Linked DNA regions of Sus scrofa: regions 2, 3, 4 and 5 are each linked to region 1. The links are chromatin contacts, called in public Hi-C and HiChIP or PLAC-seq maps. All regions are on one chromosome and are shown on one strand. Each heading gives the region's core, a stretch centred on a gene start, on an enhancer-like site or on the middle of the called end of the contact. The rest is flanking DNA. Distances are from core to core; before and after follow the strand shown. Region 1 holds the start of UBLCP1 (ubiquitin-like domain-containing CTD phosphatase 1). Region 2 holds the start of THG1L (probable tRNA(His) guanylyltransferase). Region 3 holds the start of SLU7 (pre-mRNA-splicing factor SLU7). Region 4 holds the start of CLINT1 (clathrin interactor 1). Region 5 holds the start of C1QTNF2 (C1q and TNF related 2).

Region 1 (2,700 bases), core at 37-2,536:
CATTTGTACAAAGCTATTCCATGATTAAAAAGAACCTCCTTATGGATCCTGTTGCTTAGAATTAGTAAAGCCTTAAAAATGTTTTAGCTCACTGTAATATTAAGAAAAACAAGCTTCTCAGTTGTCACGGCAGCAGCACGGGTTTCTGTTGTGGCAAGGTTGGATTTGCCGCCTAGGAACTTCTACAAGCGGCAGGCTTGGGCCCGTCCCCTGGGGGTGGGGAGAGGAAACAAGCTTCTTTAACCACCACTGCAAAAATATGAAGTGGTCAAGAAGCTGCTTGGCATTGGAACAAATAAAAAAAGATTGGATTGAAAGATTATAATTCATTCTGGAGTCCAGTTCCTCGCCTTTTGACCATCTCTTTGGCTGGATTGCTAATGTATGACTTTTGTACAAACTCTTTTAACGTGGGGTTTTCCCTTCCCTATTTTTTGGAGGAAAGAGGTAATGCTTTTTGCTGAAAATGTTTCATTTTTAAAAATGAGCACACTCATACTAGTGAAGTAAAAATTACCACAAAAGTAAAGGAAAACGCAAAGTAGTTTACATGTCTTAACTAAAAAACTGCTAAGACATAAAACCTGGCTCTTTGCTTACTTTCCACGGCAGCCAAAGGGAATCATGGATCAGTTACAATCGCTGCCAAGAAAGAAATATACAAGTAATTTAAGGACTGGTGCATACTTGGTGCCAATATTATTTTTACCTTCCTCAAACCCAAGTTTTGTTTGGCGCCACAACAATCTGGTGGGCAATTTTTTTTTCCTAACATAAAGTGATGCACATTGAGAGTTCGCTATAAATACCAGCTAAGGGCTGCTCCAAAAATCCACTGAAGTCTGGAATTCTTTTGTCAAGGTTTGTAATTAACATTCTGAGGGAAGATTGAAGGGGCGGGTGGATACAGTACTACAGTAACCTCGACGGCAGCTCTCAAAATCAGATTTGCTTTCTTGTCTTCCAAGACTTGGGCTTGCCCCTTCCCTTTCTTGAGGAATCTGTTTCCCTTTACATTGGGAAAAATGGGTAGAATTACTGGTGTTGGTGGCCCCGGGGGCCAGGAAGAGTTCTCAAGTTTACAGTCCTCAAACGTCACCTTTCAGACCTCATTCGGAACATAACAAAGCCACAGGAGTCCTAGGCTTGAGTCCCGCGAAGATCTCAAGAATAACCGGGGAAGCCGGCGAAGCGACTCCGTCCCAGCTCCGACTTCGGCGAAACAATACCAGAGACGTCATAGCCCAGCCCTCCAACCTCCGCCCGCCTCAGAGCCCGCGAGTGGGACGCATGCGCAGAACAGGTGAGGGCCGCCACCGCCGTGGGATCGCAGGCATCTGCACAGCGGCCACACTCTCGTAAAGGCCTGGTCCCCTAGTCTCGGCGACGACGTCTCTATGAAGCAGGGGCTATGCAGCATCACTACCCAAAGAGAAACAAGGGAAACAGCACTCCCGTCCCCCGCGCGCTTCCGTTTAAAAGCCTAACTTCCGGTTCGTTAACCGGTTCCGGTCCTCGCCTCTCACTTCCGGTCGTCTGGGGTTCCGCTGCGGTCGGATCCTGCGTCCGCTGTTGCCGGGGATCCTGCGTCCGCTGTTCCAGGTGAGGGGAAGAGGAGTGTAGCGGCGCGCTGGCCGCGGAGACACCGTTGGGCTAGGGGACCGCAGCTTTGCTGTCCCCTTGACGTCTCCTCTGCTTCCGCCCGGCGTGCAGGCTGGAGCTGCTTGTGGGTGCCCCGTCCGCGTCTGCCCTGGTTCGCGGCCCAGGCCTCCAACCTCCGCCGGCTCAGCACTAGGGCTGCCGCCCTCGCATCCGGCCTCCTCGACTGTGTGGAGGACTCAGTGGGTTTTGCGTCCCCAAACCTCATTTCTCCCTCGTTTCTCTTCTGGGGTTTGCCCATCTCTTCTCCTACCTGTGGAACGCATCCTGGCCCTCTTCGGCTGGGGGCATCTCTACTCCCCCGCTCCCTTTTTTGGGCCGCCCGGCGACATATCCGAGCCACCGACATGACCTAAGCCTCAGCTACCGCAACTCGGGATCCCCAACCCACTGGGTCGGACCGGGAATAGAACCTGCGCCCCAGCGCTACCAAGGCGCTAATCCTGTTGTGTCACAGCGGGAACTCCTCTACCTCCTTTTTATGCTGTCCCACCAGTTACTTCCCGAAGCTCTTGCCTCTCCACTCCCTCGCAGTTGCTGCTGCTGTGCTGTCTCGAGTTGGGAGTTGACAGTACTTTAATAGTTACCTTTTAAGTAGGCAAGTTGAAAAGTTAACTCCCTTATCTCAATTCCTAAGGTGTTAACTTTTGCTGCTGTTATTTTCAAGTTAACAACCTTTGCTACTTTTTAGTTGTATGGTCTCTGGCAAGTTGTTTTTCTCCTTTTTCGGTTTTCTGATCTGCGTAACGAAGACACTAGTTGTCAGTTTAGATTGTGAAGATTAAATGAGATGATTCAATTAATTTGTTGAGCATGTTACTTTTCTATCATCACCGCCATTCATATTGCTTTTTACAGTCTACATAGTGCTGTCACGGCTGTTACCTCATGCCCTAACAGTATTCTTGTCAAGTAAAAATTCCTGCCTTGACTAGAGAAAGTTACCACTGTATGTTTGTTAGGAGAATTTACCCAAACAGCCATTCTTAACTGTTGAGAGGTACACCGTAAAGGAGTGCTTCTTGCTTACTCCTTTGCATT
Region 2 (2,700 bases), core at 46-2,545, 1.4 Mb before region 1:
ACAGCTCTCTGAAGACCCTTGGGGCATTAGCTCCTGCTTGGATAAAGGTGATCCTTTTATAGGCAGTGGCATAAGCTGTGCAGGGATACTGCAAAGATCATCTTGCCCCTCAATTCTGGGCCTCATTCCCTAGTAACATGCTCCAGTAAGAGGGGACTTGTCACTTTCATTTAGCTGGGAGCCACACATGAGCCCATGGTTGGCTAGGTCTACTCTCCTGAGAAAGAATTTCATAGGAAAGATATATTTCAACTGAATTTGGACTTTATTTCTCTTATCTCCCCTTGCCTGGAACAGTGGTGTAATCAATCTATAATTTGGAGTATGTTATTTCTTTGTAGGTTATTAAGAGGCATGTCCTGTTTGCTATTGGCTTGTAGAAATATAATTCCCACAGTAAACTTGTAGTAAATAAAATACTGGCAAAGACAGTCTCAGTCTCTAAGCATAATTTGCCCTGAAACAAAATACATCTCTATCTCTATATTTCTTTCTGGATGAATGTATAAGATGAGAAACTAGTGACAGTAATTGCTTAATTAGGAGTCAGTGAGAGATTTACTTTTCAACATATATCCTTTTACATTATTTGAATGATATTTTCCTGAGGCAAAAAAAAAAAAAAAAATGTAAGTAGGTAATGTTTTCAAAAAGTACAAATGTTAAAGTCTTATTGTCACTAGTATTTACCAGCAACAAGAAATCAAACATCGGGTCTTTGTGAAAAAGTTGAATGAGTTAATTTGGGACTACCTATGTCGGAATTGAGACGTTTTGTTTTGGTTTTTTTTTTTTTTTTTTTTTTTTTAAGCCATACTTTGGAATATTTAATGACGTTGGAAAATGCTCAAGGTGAATAGAATAAATATAAAAATTGTGTAGGCTTCTGATTCCAATTTTGTATGTTCCCTGTGTGAAAACACATATACAAAAAAAGGACTGGAAGGACCCATCCACAATGCTTTAACAGGGAGAGGGGACACATGGTGTTGATTTTCGTAACTGTGTTTTTTGATATATTCCACATTTTCTACAACAAATTAATAAATGACATTTAGAAAGAAAAAAATCACAACTAAACCTTCAGACTTGGCTAGAAATGAATTTTTTAACACTTTATGAGAATGATTTGTTGCAGGACCGGGAAGAGATAGGTGAGCAACCACGCGCGTAGTACTAAAGGGAAGAAAAGAATCCTCCTTCCCAGCCAGGAAATCGGTTAAGAACTACAAGGAGAGGCGAGAGGAGGGCTGGCCTCCACTGTAGCTAGAGCGGCCACGAAAAGTCACAGGAACTTCCGGGGCGGGGCTCTCGGATCCTTTCCCTTCCGTGGGGAAATGTGGGCAGCTAGCAACGTTAAGGTTGGCGATTGCTTGGCTGCCGCTTCCGTCACTCTGAGACGGTACTTGAAATTGGGGGCGATCATGGCAAAGAGCAAGTTCGAGTATGTGCGAGATTTCGAGGCTGACGACACATGCCTGGCCCACTGCTGGGTGGTGGTGCGGCTGGACGGCAGGAATTTCCATCGGTAAGCGAGTTCGGCTCGGAGCTGCATGGTTCGCCAGCGCTTCCGGGGAGTCCAACACCTCTGTCTCAGCCCCAGCTCATGGTTACCAGAGTAACGCAGCAGCCAATGAGCGCATGGCATTGAGCATCAACCTACGTGCCTGTTGCAATTTGCTTGAACGTGAGGGGATCGTTGTAGTTAAATGAGACAGGGTACTCCACTTGTGAGGAGCTGGGCTGGCGTAACCGTTAGCACGGCCCTAGTGGGAAGAGGCACCCTCGGGTGCATTATTTCAGCTCTTCAGCCTTTGCCGAGCTATCTTGTTGGCTAGGTATCTGCGGCCTGACTCTTCAGCGGCCTGTTGAGGCTTTGCTGTGGGCAACACTGTATGTTCTTATTTCATTAAAAGTCATGGACTGGCCTCAAAATGGAACTTTCTCAGGAAAAAAGAAGTGTAACAGGTGGGAATGTAAGTCTTAAGAAGTGCTCCTTTAAGATTTATTGAGTACTTCCAAGGACCCAGGCATAGTTATATTAATCTCCGTCTAATCTTAAGGACAAGTCTATGAAGTAACTTTATCCCCATTTCACAGAAAAGGAAAGAGAGGCTTAGTATTTATATCCTTTTTTCTCAGTTGGTCAGAGTAAGAAAAAACTAGAGTTCTTAACGAAATGGATCAGTGTGTGGCTAGTGAAATGTTTGGTTTTACCGCACTAGTACAGTATCTTCCTCTTTGAACGGCCTTTTTGATACGTGGTGTTAATGACAAGCTCTCTTCGACCCATACCCTTTTCCCTGTTCTCTCTACCCTATGAAGGTTTGCAGAGAAGCACCACTTTGCAAAACCTAACGACAGCCGTGCTCTCCACTTAATGACCAAATGTGCCCAGACAGTAATGGAAGAACTAGAGGATATTGTGATTGCATATGGACAGAGTGATGAGTACAGCTTTGTGTTCAAGCGGAAGAGCAATTGGTTTAAAAGAAGAGCCAGGTAATTCTGTGGCCTAGCTCCTTCAGAATATTTCCTCCCAGCACTGGTTTCTGTTTATTATAATCACAGACTTAGAGATGGCAGCTTAGACTGTTGTACTTCACCTATAGCTGGACATCTGTATACCTCTGTATCTGATTCTTTTCTCTCCGTTCCCCATCACCTTAGCTTCTAGACTGATCTGGCATTGAACATTAA
Region 3 (2,700 bases), core at 120-2,619, 1.1 Mb after region 1:
TTTCTGTACAGTCATTTAATGTTGGATTCCACAAGGCTCAATCCTAGGGCCTTCTTCATCACTCTTAACTCCAGCAGAGGACAAGCTTATCTATTTCCAAGGCTTCAACAGCCAAAATACACAACTGTTGGCTCTCCAATTTATTTCTCTACTCCAGACCTTTTATTTGAGCTTCAGATAAGTACATTACAATTACTTGCTTCAAAGTATCTCCACTTATATACCACAGAGAAAACTAAACTCAACAAACAGTTTTGTTTTGTTTTTTCCTCTCCTCAGTCTGCAACCAGAACGCCTCATGGCGACGCCAGATCCTTAACCCACTGATAGAGGCCAGGGATCAAACCCGAATCCTCATGGATACTAGTCGGATTCGTTTCGCTGCGCCACAAGAGGAACTCCCTGAACTCAACAAATCTTAATCTTCTCTCTGAAATCTAATCTCCTCCACTGTTCCCTCTCTTGATGAAAGACAGACACCATCATCCATCACTTAACAACGTTCTAGCTAGTACCCATATCTCTGTCAGCACTAAGTATTATTTTCACCTTCTGAATATCACTCAAATTCATCTACTTCTGCTCTCAACAACGTTATTACTCTTTCCTTTGAGTCTCTTCTGATTCCCTACAATTAATTCTCCACACTGCAGTGCTATTTTTTAAAACAGATTTAACCATATCATGTCCCACTACCCAAGCTTAAAACCCTCCAATGCAGGACTGTCCGAGAGAAATATAACACCAGCACTATATGTCATGCCACTGAAGATACAGTCCTGGTCTAACTGGGCACAAGTACCACGTATGAGGCCTAGCACGGCGGCATCCTTTTCGGTCCCCTGTTCCCATTTTCTCCTCAACCTGGCGTTCGTCAACGCCGTAAAGATATCTGTATTAGCCTCTAGCTCACTTCCCTGAGTTCTTCACCTTCACCCTCCTCCCCTTCCCCAGATTCTCACAATAATCCCTCACCTGGTCACGAAGTCGCGCAGTTGCTGACCCCAAAACAGCCGGACACGAAGGAAGCGGAGCGTCAATGTTTACTTCCTGACTTTCCTTCCTCTCCCGGCACCCACTGCGGCGCCTTCCGGACGACTAACACATGCGCACCAAAGACTCTGGGTCTCGGACACCCAAACGACGCTGGTCTCGCGAGATCTCGATCCGTACCTACCTCTCTACAGGGGGTCTCTAGTTTTGGGTTAGAATTGAGCAGCTCATTTTTGTTTGTTTGTTTGTTTTTTGTTGTTGTTGTTGTTGCTATTTCTTGGGCCGCTCCCGCGGCATATGGAGGTTCCCAGGCTAGGGGTCGAATCGGAGCTGTAGCCACCAGCCTACGCCAGAGCCACAGCAACGCGGGATCCGAGCCGCGTCTGCAACCTACACCACAGCTCACGGCAACGCCGGATCGTTAACCCACTGAGCAAGGGCAGGGACCGAACCCGCAACCTCATGGTTCCTAGTCGGATTCGTTAACCACTGCGCCATGACGGGAACTCCTGAGCAGCTCATTTTACATCCTGTGCTTTTTCAACTCTTTTTCTTTTTGAGTCGCAGAATTTTACGACGTAAAACAAAACATGCAAACAAAAGTTTTAGTGCCGAGAACAGACAACAGCTTATGCTTCACGAAATGAAATCAAAGTGCAACGAAATGAATGCGGAAGTGCTTGAAGTTAAAAAAGCAGTGAAAGTTTTCCTGCTGAGGCTCAGAGACACCGGCGGCGTTTCTGCCGGAGCGCTGCGAAGCGGGTTCCTTCCCCAGCCCGTGCGGTGGGTTAAGGATCCTGCCTGCAGCATAGGTCGCAGCTGTGGCTCGGTTCTCATCCCTGGCGAGGGAACTCCATATGTCGTTGGGCAGCCAAAAATGAAAGAAAGAAAGAGTTAAAATTAGTATTAATTAGTAGCTAGTGTAACACGCTGGGGACGTGGTAAACACAGTCTTTCCCTCTTCGAATTTACATCATACAGAGTGAGAAAGACACTAAGTTTTTCCGGTGATTTGTAGAAAGCTGCTATCAAAGGAATACCAGGTCCTCTGAGGATATATGGATCTAATCCGTAATTGCAACACTTTGCCCCAAAGTGATCTTGTGTTTTACTCTTAGGAAAAAAGCTCTTTAGAACGATTTCCGTTGTGTGAAAACAAAACAATGATATATATGGCATCTGAACTTTCCTTTAAAGTGTAATGTGAAATAAAGTGCTGGAAAATAAGCAGTAATTTTGGAGTAGAACTTTCTCTGAGTTTTTTTTTTTTTTTTTTTTGCTTTTTTAGGGCCACACCCGTGGCTTTATGGAGATTCCCAAGCTAGGGTCGAATCAGATCTGTAGCTGTGGGCCTACAGAATCCCAGTTGTGTCTTTGACCTACACTACAGCTCAGGGCAATGCCGGATCCTTAACCCACTGAACAAGACCAGGGATTGAACCTGCATCCTCATGGATGCTAGTCAGATTAGTTAACCGTTGAGCCACTACGGGAACTCCAATGTTCTGGTCAACATTTTGTTTTTTGAAATAACACGTATATATTCCTTCCAAATGTCAAAGTGAAAATAGCTAACATCCTTGTCTCAATAAAAGATCTCATTATCATATAATCTATTTTTTTCTTATTAATTTTCAGTGTCCAGGGCATAAGAATGTAATTATTAATTTTGATTGTGCAAGGCAATAGTTGAAAAGAAGTTGTCAG
Region 4 (2,700 bases), core at 153-2,652, 1.3 Mb before region 1:
TTGACATTTTTCTATTATACTCCTTTGAAAGTTATTATAAAATACTGACTACATTCCCTATGCTGTACATTACATTCCTGGATCTAATTTATTTTATACCTAGTAGTTTATACCTCTTAATGAATTATTTTCTTCTGGTGTCACGAAAGCCTCAAGAATTTGCCATCTACACTTTCTGATTTTAGGTTGGGTGAGCAGCACAAATGAACTGTTTTTGTCACCACACTTATTGCATCATCACTAAAACCCAAAAGGAAGGGGACTGGTTAAATTCCTAAACTTTATTTCCTGCTGGCCTAGAAGATCTTACTTAACCCCTGTTACATCACTGTAATATATTCACTTTAAGTGTTAAGGTTTCCCTAGTGGTAGTAAGACACTAAAGTTATCACTTAAGTTTTAAAGAAAAAAATCAACTATGTATTAGTCATTTTACCTGTCAGGGGAGTTAAAAGTGGATCAACAGGATATAAACCTGGGTTGCTTTCTTCTTGAGGGGAAATGAAGTGTAGGGGAAAAGGATCAGAAAGAAAGAATCACAGTAAGTTATGTGGTGATCTACTCTCACTCGTATTAGACAAGCAAAGGATGAGTCGCCTCTTGAGTAACTTCAGTCTGACCACAACGGCCACTTGTTACACCTACCACCCACTCCAACACACCAGGTTCATTAAGGATTAAAAGAAACCCAGCAAGGTAAAGGACACATCGTGACCAAACCTAAGGTCTCCGCACCACAATGAGGGGCGCAGAGAACCCGTGAACTAGGTCCCCTAACCCCAAGCGTTCGCTGCTGCCCAAGAAGCAAAGCCCAAAGCCCGCAGCCAAGAGAGCTCTCCGGCCAGGGCAGCGACCCAGCTCAAGACAACCCTGCTCACCCCCCTGACTAAAGCGTTTATAGCTGGAAGGGTGAGGGTAGGGACAGGGTGAGGAACGCCTGGGCAGGAGAGAATGCGGCTAAGAGGATGTTTCCAAAGAGGAAGGGTCCCTTCCCAGACTCGCGGACTGGGACGCGGCCCGGGGCCGGGGAGACAACCGGTCGCCGCCATGATGGGGCCAACCAGCCGGGGGGCGTGACGCTGGCGGCCCCGCGCGCAGGGCCGGCTCCTTCCCACCCACCCCCTTCTCCCGCGTGGGCCTGGGCCACAACTGCCCCCCGATACTCACGCTTTGTCCACCAGCTCCCGCACTTTCCACATGTTCAACATCGTGCCCCGAGCGGGCCGGGCCGCTACCCCCTCTCCTGCTCCCCACGGACCCCGGAACACTTCCGCGTCGGGGCTGATCCAGGCCTGGGTCGCTGCCGCCGCCCGCCGCCTCAAACTCCCCCAGTCAGCTCCTTCTCTTGCCACAGCCGCGGCGCCGCCAGTGACACGTCGAGACGCGGGGGCAGAGGCGCTGCGTGGAGCGGAAGTGCCTGCCTTTCCGCCGGCTGCGCGCAGGGCACGCTGGGACTTGTAGTTCTCTCTGCGCGCCAAGCGGGACAGTTAAACAGGGAGAGTTGGAGAGGTAAGGTTAGTGTGCTTCCTCTTAAGCTCTCGGGGTTCTCCGTGCCCCTCCCGAGCCCCCTGAGCCACAGAATCTCAAACTCTGGGGGTGGGGCTCGGCACTCTGTACTTTAACAAATCCTCCATGCTCACGTTTCAGAACCAGGGGTGTAGAATCTTGCCACACTCAAACTTGCTTTTCAAACATAAGGTATTATTATGTTAATAATGATTATAAGGAAGTGTGATTGGCCTATGTATTACTCATTTGCAGAAGCTACTCTGTATTTGGTTCCAAATGTCTAAATATACTTCCTTCTCTGGGCTTTAATTTCCATCCTTGTAAATTGAATAGGTTGTGTTTCAAAACTTTTTCCATCCTTGTAAATTGAATAGGTTGTGTTTCAAAACTTTTTCCACTCTTTGACACAGTGCTTTGATATTTAGGCAACTACCTGCTATCCTTGTTACTTTATTATAAAGCTCGGAAACTCAGTTCACATTCCATGGGAAATTGTAGAAAAACAGCAGCACAATACTTATGACAGGCCCAAGAACTTGTCAGGTGAATATTCTTACCACATTCAGTGTTTTATTGCAATAGTTGTCACTTCATTTTTCTCTTGACTCTTTTTTTTTTTTTTTTTGTCTTTTGTTGTTGTTGTTATTGTTGTTGTTGTTGCTATTTCTTGGGCCACTCCCGCGGCATATGGAGGTTCCCAGGCTAGGGGTTGAATCGGAGCTGTAGCCACCCGCCTACGCCAGAGCCACAGCAACGCAGGATCCGAGCCGCGTCTGCAACCTACACCACAGCTCACGGCAACGCCGGATCGTTAACCCACTGAGCAAGGGCAGGGACTGAACCCGCAACCTCATGGTTCCTATTCGGATTCGTTAACCACTGCGCCACGACGGGAACTCCTCTTGACTCATTTTTGAGTTGGGCAACTTTGAAGTTCCTGTGGTCCAACTAATTAAACTTTACAGTTCTTTTCATTGTACATTTTTTTCTTTTTACGGCCAAAACTGTGGCATGTGAAAGTTCCCAGGCTAAGGGTCCCCTCGTAGCTGCAGCTGCTGGCCTGCGCCACAGGCACATTATCAGCGGGTCTGAGTCTCATCTGCGACCTAAGCTGCAGCTTGTGGCAACACTGGATTCTTAACCCACTGAGAGAGGCCAGGGGTCTAACCCACATCCTTGTGGGCATTGTGT
Region 5 (2,700 bases), core at 33-2,532, 1.0 Mb after region 1:
GTGAGCTACAGAGGGTGTTAAAATGGAAATTTTCAGCGGGGCACGAGGTCACACGAGAGGTTGCACGCTAAACCACTAAGTTGAGGGGTCAGGCCAAAAAACGAAGAAGTGACAAAACAACCATTTGAGAGCCCATTCTATGACTCTGGGCACCCTTGGATTTTAAAATGTGACCAGCGTCCCTGGGAGGGGAAAGGGCATGGACATGCATCGTGAAAAAGGGGAAGAGGAAGAGAGAGCGCTCTGCTGTCCAGGAAGGGGGCTGACGGCCTTCCTGTCCTCCCTGGTCGATGGAAGGTACTGGACATTCTGCAGCCCCAGCCAGCCTGGGCCAGAAAGATCAGAACAGAAAGAGGGCAGCCCAGCAGCGATAACCATGCAGGGTGGATACCAGAAAACCAGACAACCAGAAGCTGAGGGTGAGGCCTGGACTTGCCTGTGAAAGGAAAGTGTGCAAAAGGCCAGGGATAGAGCAGCTTCACGACTGTTCCGGTTGGAGGACTCAACCTGGGAAAGCCTGAGGAGCCCACAGAAGGCACCCCACAGAAGAGACGTCATCAGTGTCCACCCTGTCCCAGCAGTGAAACAAGTAAGGACCCTCCTGTCATCTGTCCCTTTACCTCTCCGTCCTTCAACCTGGAGAGAGGTGGCCTGGGAGAGGGAGCAGATGGTCCTGCCAGCCTCACACCTGTGCAGGGGAGAGGAGAAGTCTCACCTTTGACTAAAGATGGATTCCTTGGGAGTGAATTACCAGGGGGCAGGGGTGGGGTAGAGCTCCCTCACTGCTAAATTATAAAGGGGCAGAGGGAGACAAAAATAAAGTTGCAGTTTGCTGTCCCCTAGTGCAATGTGTGCTCAGGCAAGCCTGGCAAATGTGGGGGAAGTTTACATGCAGGATGTAACTTTTGGAACACGGTGTCCTAGACACACTGTAGGCCCCAGGAATCTTCATCTCCTTACCTGGTCTGCTTGATGAGAGCCTTGCAAAACTGGTCTTAGTGTTACTTGTGAGCTGGGACACAAGTAGGGCCCCAGGAGAGAAACTGAATTCTCAAAGCAGGTTTGAAATAGTTAGGAAAGTGCCAACCTGAAAATATTTTCCGAGAGGGAGGGAGGGAAGGAGGGAAGGAAGAAGTAGGGCAAGTCTCCCAGGCAGATGAGAGTCTGCAAGTCAGGCAGGGGAGAGAGACAGCTGGAGGAGAGAAAGCCAGGAGGGAGGGGAAGAGCTCCTCTTTTTTCTCACCTCCACTCCCACACTCCAGGGAGGAGGGTCTTCTCTCCAGCCCACGTCCTTCCCCTCCAGCCTCTTTGGACCACAGGGGATCCCGCTCAGTGGTGCCGGCCCACTCAGGGGCTCAGGGGCTGGGTGGAGGCCTAGGGCTCTGGAACAAGCCGAGAGGAAGGGATTTCTCAGGGCTGGAGCCTGGAGGTTCCTGCAGCCTGAGCCAGGAACTGTTTTGGAAATAAAGGCGGGGCGATTAGATTCTTGTTCCAAACCCAGAGGGATGGAGAGGGCAATCTCCTTGCCTCCAGGACACCTCAAAACAAACAAACAAACAAAAAACAACAGGAGTTCTCATTGTAGCCCAGAGGAAATGAATCCGACTAGTATCCACAAGGATGCCACAAGGATGCGAGTTTGACCCTTGACCTTGCTTAATGGGTTAAGGATCCTGCATTGCTGTGAGCTGTGGTGTAGGTCACAGATCCCATGTCGCTGTGGTTGTGGTGTGGGCCATCAGCTGTAGCTCTTATTCGACCCCTAGCCTGGGAATTTCCACATGCCATGGGGTATGGTGCCCTAAACCAAATAAACAACCTCCCCAAACCCCAAAAACCCCCAAAACACCAGGCTCCAAATAACCCCACTCCCAGCCTCCCCTGCTCTGGGCCCCTCAGCCTATTCTCCACACCACGGAGGTAAAAAAACCTGGAGTCAAGAAGTGCTAGGAGAGGGTCCAAGGCCCCAAGGCATCCAGACAGGTTCATTCTTGCAAGATTTTAAAAATAAATTTAGAATGACAAACTTGAGGAGAGCCCCAGGGGGCCATCCAATCCAACCCCTTTGGATATAGACAGGGAAACTGAGGCAGAGGCAAACTGTCTTAAGTGGACATCTATAAAGTTCCAGGAAACATGCAAAGCTCTTTACTGGAATTATTTTATTTGAAGTTTACAATAAACCCTATGAAGACAGTAACCTTCTTGTGTTCAGAAGAAATAGAGGCTCTGAGAAGTGAAATGATTTTCTCAAAGTCATACAATTCGAATACTGGGAGAACATTTGAACCTGCATCTGAAGGGCTCTGAAGACTATTCATAATATATAATGTAATACATCTAGCTCCCTTCCCTGGTATCTACCCCCTGCACCGCCCCTGCCACCGCGTGCACTGCTTTATAGAAGAGGAAACTGAAGCTTGGAGAGGCTAATTTGCTCATATTTACACAACTAGTTCATGCAGAAGTTATATTTGAACTTAGGTTTGGCTGACCCTAATGCCCAAATGCTTTCCATTATGTCAGCGTTTCTCAGATTTTCTTCCTAAATATTCCAAATTATAGGAGAGATCTTGAAGCATATACCAAAGCCACACACAGCAATAGAGAAATTTCTTTGATATCTCTCATCTTTTATTATATCATTTTGCACGCACAAACATAGAATTCATGATTTTGAAAATGTGTAAGGGATGTCTT

The links. A called contact is a pair of places that touch in the nucleus more often than the background predicts. HiChIP or PLAC-seq counts read pairs in DNA pulled down with a chosen protein or histone mark.
Region 2: a contact with region 1 is called in a Hi-C map of liver, with 5 times the contacts expected there. The contact joins the promoter of THG1L here to the promoter of UBLCP1 in region 1. A contact is called at or near these places in 2 of 47 Hi-C or Micro-C datasets (heart right ventricle and liver) and 1 of 2 datasets of contacts at active chromatin or transcription factors (alveolar macrophages).
Region 3: a Hi-C map of liver shows a contact between it and region 1, with 4 times the contacts expected there. The contact joins the promoter of SLU7 here to the promoter of UBLCP1 in region 1. A contact is called at or near these places in 1 of 5 promoter capture datasets (fetal liver) and 1 of 47 Hi-C or Micro-C datasets (liver).
Region 4: a contact with region 1 is called in an H3K27ac HiChIP or PLAC-seq map of alveolar macrophages. The contact joins the promoter of CLINT1 here to the promoter of UBLCP1 in region 1. A contact is called at or near these places in 1 of 47 Hi-C or Micro-C datasets (heart right ventricle) and 1 of 2 datasets of contacts at active chromatin or transcription factors (alveolar macrophages).
Region 5: a contact with region 1 is called in an H3K27ac HiChIP or PLAC-seq map of alveolar macrophages. The contact joins the promoter of C1QTNF2 here to the promoter of UBLCP1 in region 1. A contact is called at or near these places in 1 of 5 promoter capture datasets (fetal skeletal muscle) and 1 of 2 datasets of contacts at active chromatin or transcription factors (alveolar macrophages).

What each region holds. Positions count from the first base shown.
Region 1 is chr16:64,204,270-64,206,969 of Sscrofa11.1, reverse strand. UBLCP1 (ubiquitin-like domain-containing CTD phosphatase 1) reads left to right here and starts at 1,286. Exons shown (of 11, transcript XM_003134100.4): 1 at 1,286-1,602.
Region 2 is chr16:65,609,214-65,611,913 of Sscrofa11.1, reverse strand. It overlaps THG1L (probable tRNA(His) guanylyltransferase), which reads left to right and starts at 1,295. Exons shown (of 6, transcript XM_003134104.4): 1 at 1,295-1,528; 2 at 2,326-2,502. The coding sequence starts at 1,338.
Region 3 is chr16:63,117,095-63,119,794 of Sscrofa11.1, reverse strand. SLU7 (pre-mRNA-splicing factor SLU7) reads right to left here and starts at 1,369. Exons shown (of 16, transcript XM_003134093.4): 1 at 976-1,369.
Region 4 is chr16:65,496,185-65,498,884 of Sscrofa11.1, reverse strand. It overlaps CLINT1 (clathrin interactor 1), which reads right to left and starts at 1,402. Exons shown (of 12, transcript XM_021076894.1): 1 at 1,168-1,402. The coding sequence starts at 1,208. LOC110257284 (a long non-coding RNA gene) reads left to right here and starts at 1,416. Exons shown (of 5, transcript XR_002339697.1): 1 at 1,416-1,509.
Region 5 is chr16:63,179,164-63,181,863 of Sscrofa11.1, reverse strand. It overlaps C1QTNF2 (C1q and TNF related 2), which reads right to left and starts at 1,282. Exons shown (of 3, transcript NM_001142829.1): 1 at 1,244-1,282. LOC102168193 (a long non-coding RNA gene) reads left to right here. Exons shown (of 4, transcript XR_001301904.2): 1 at 1-589.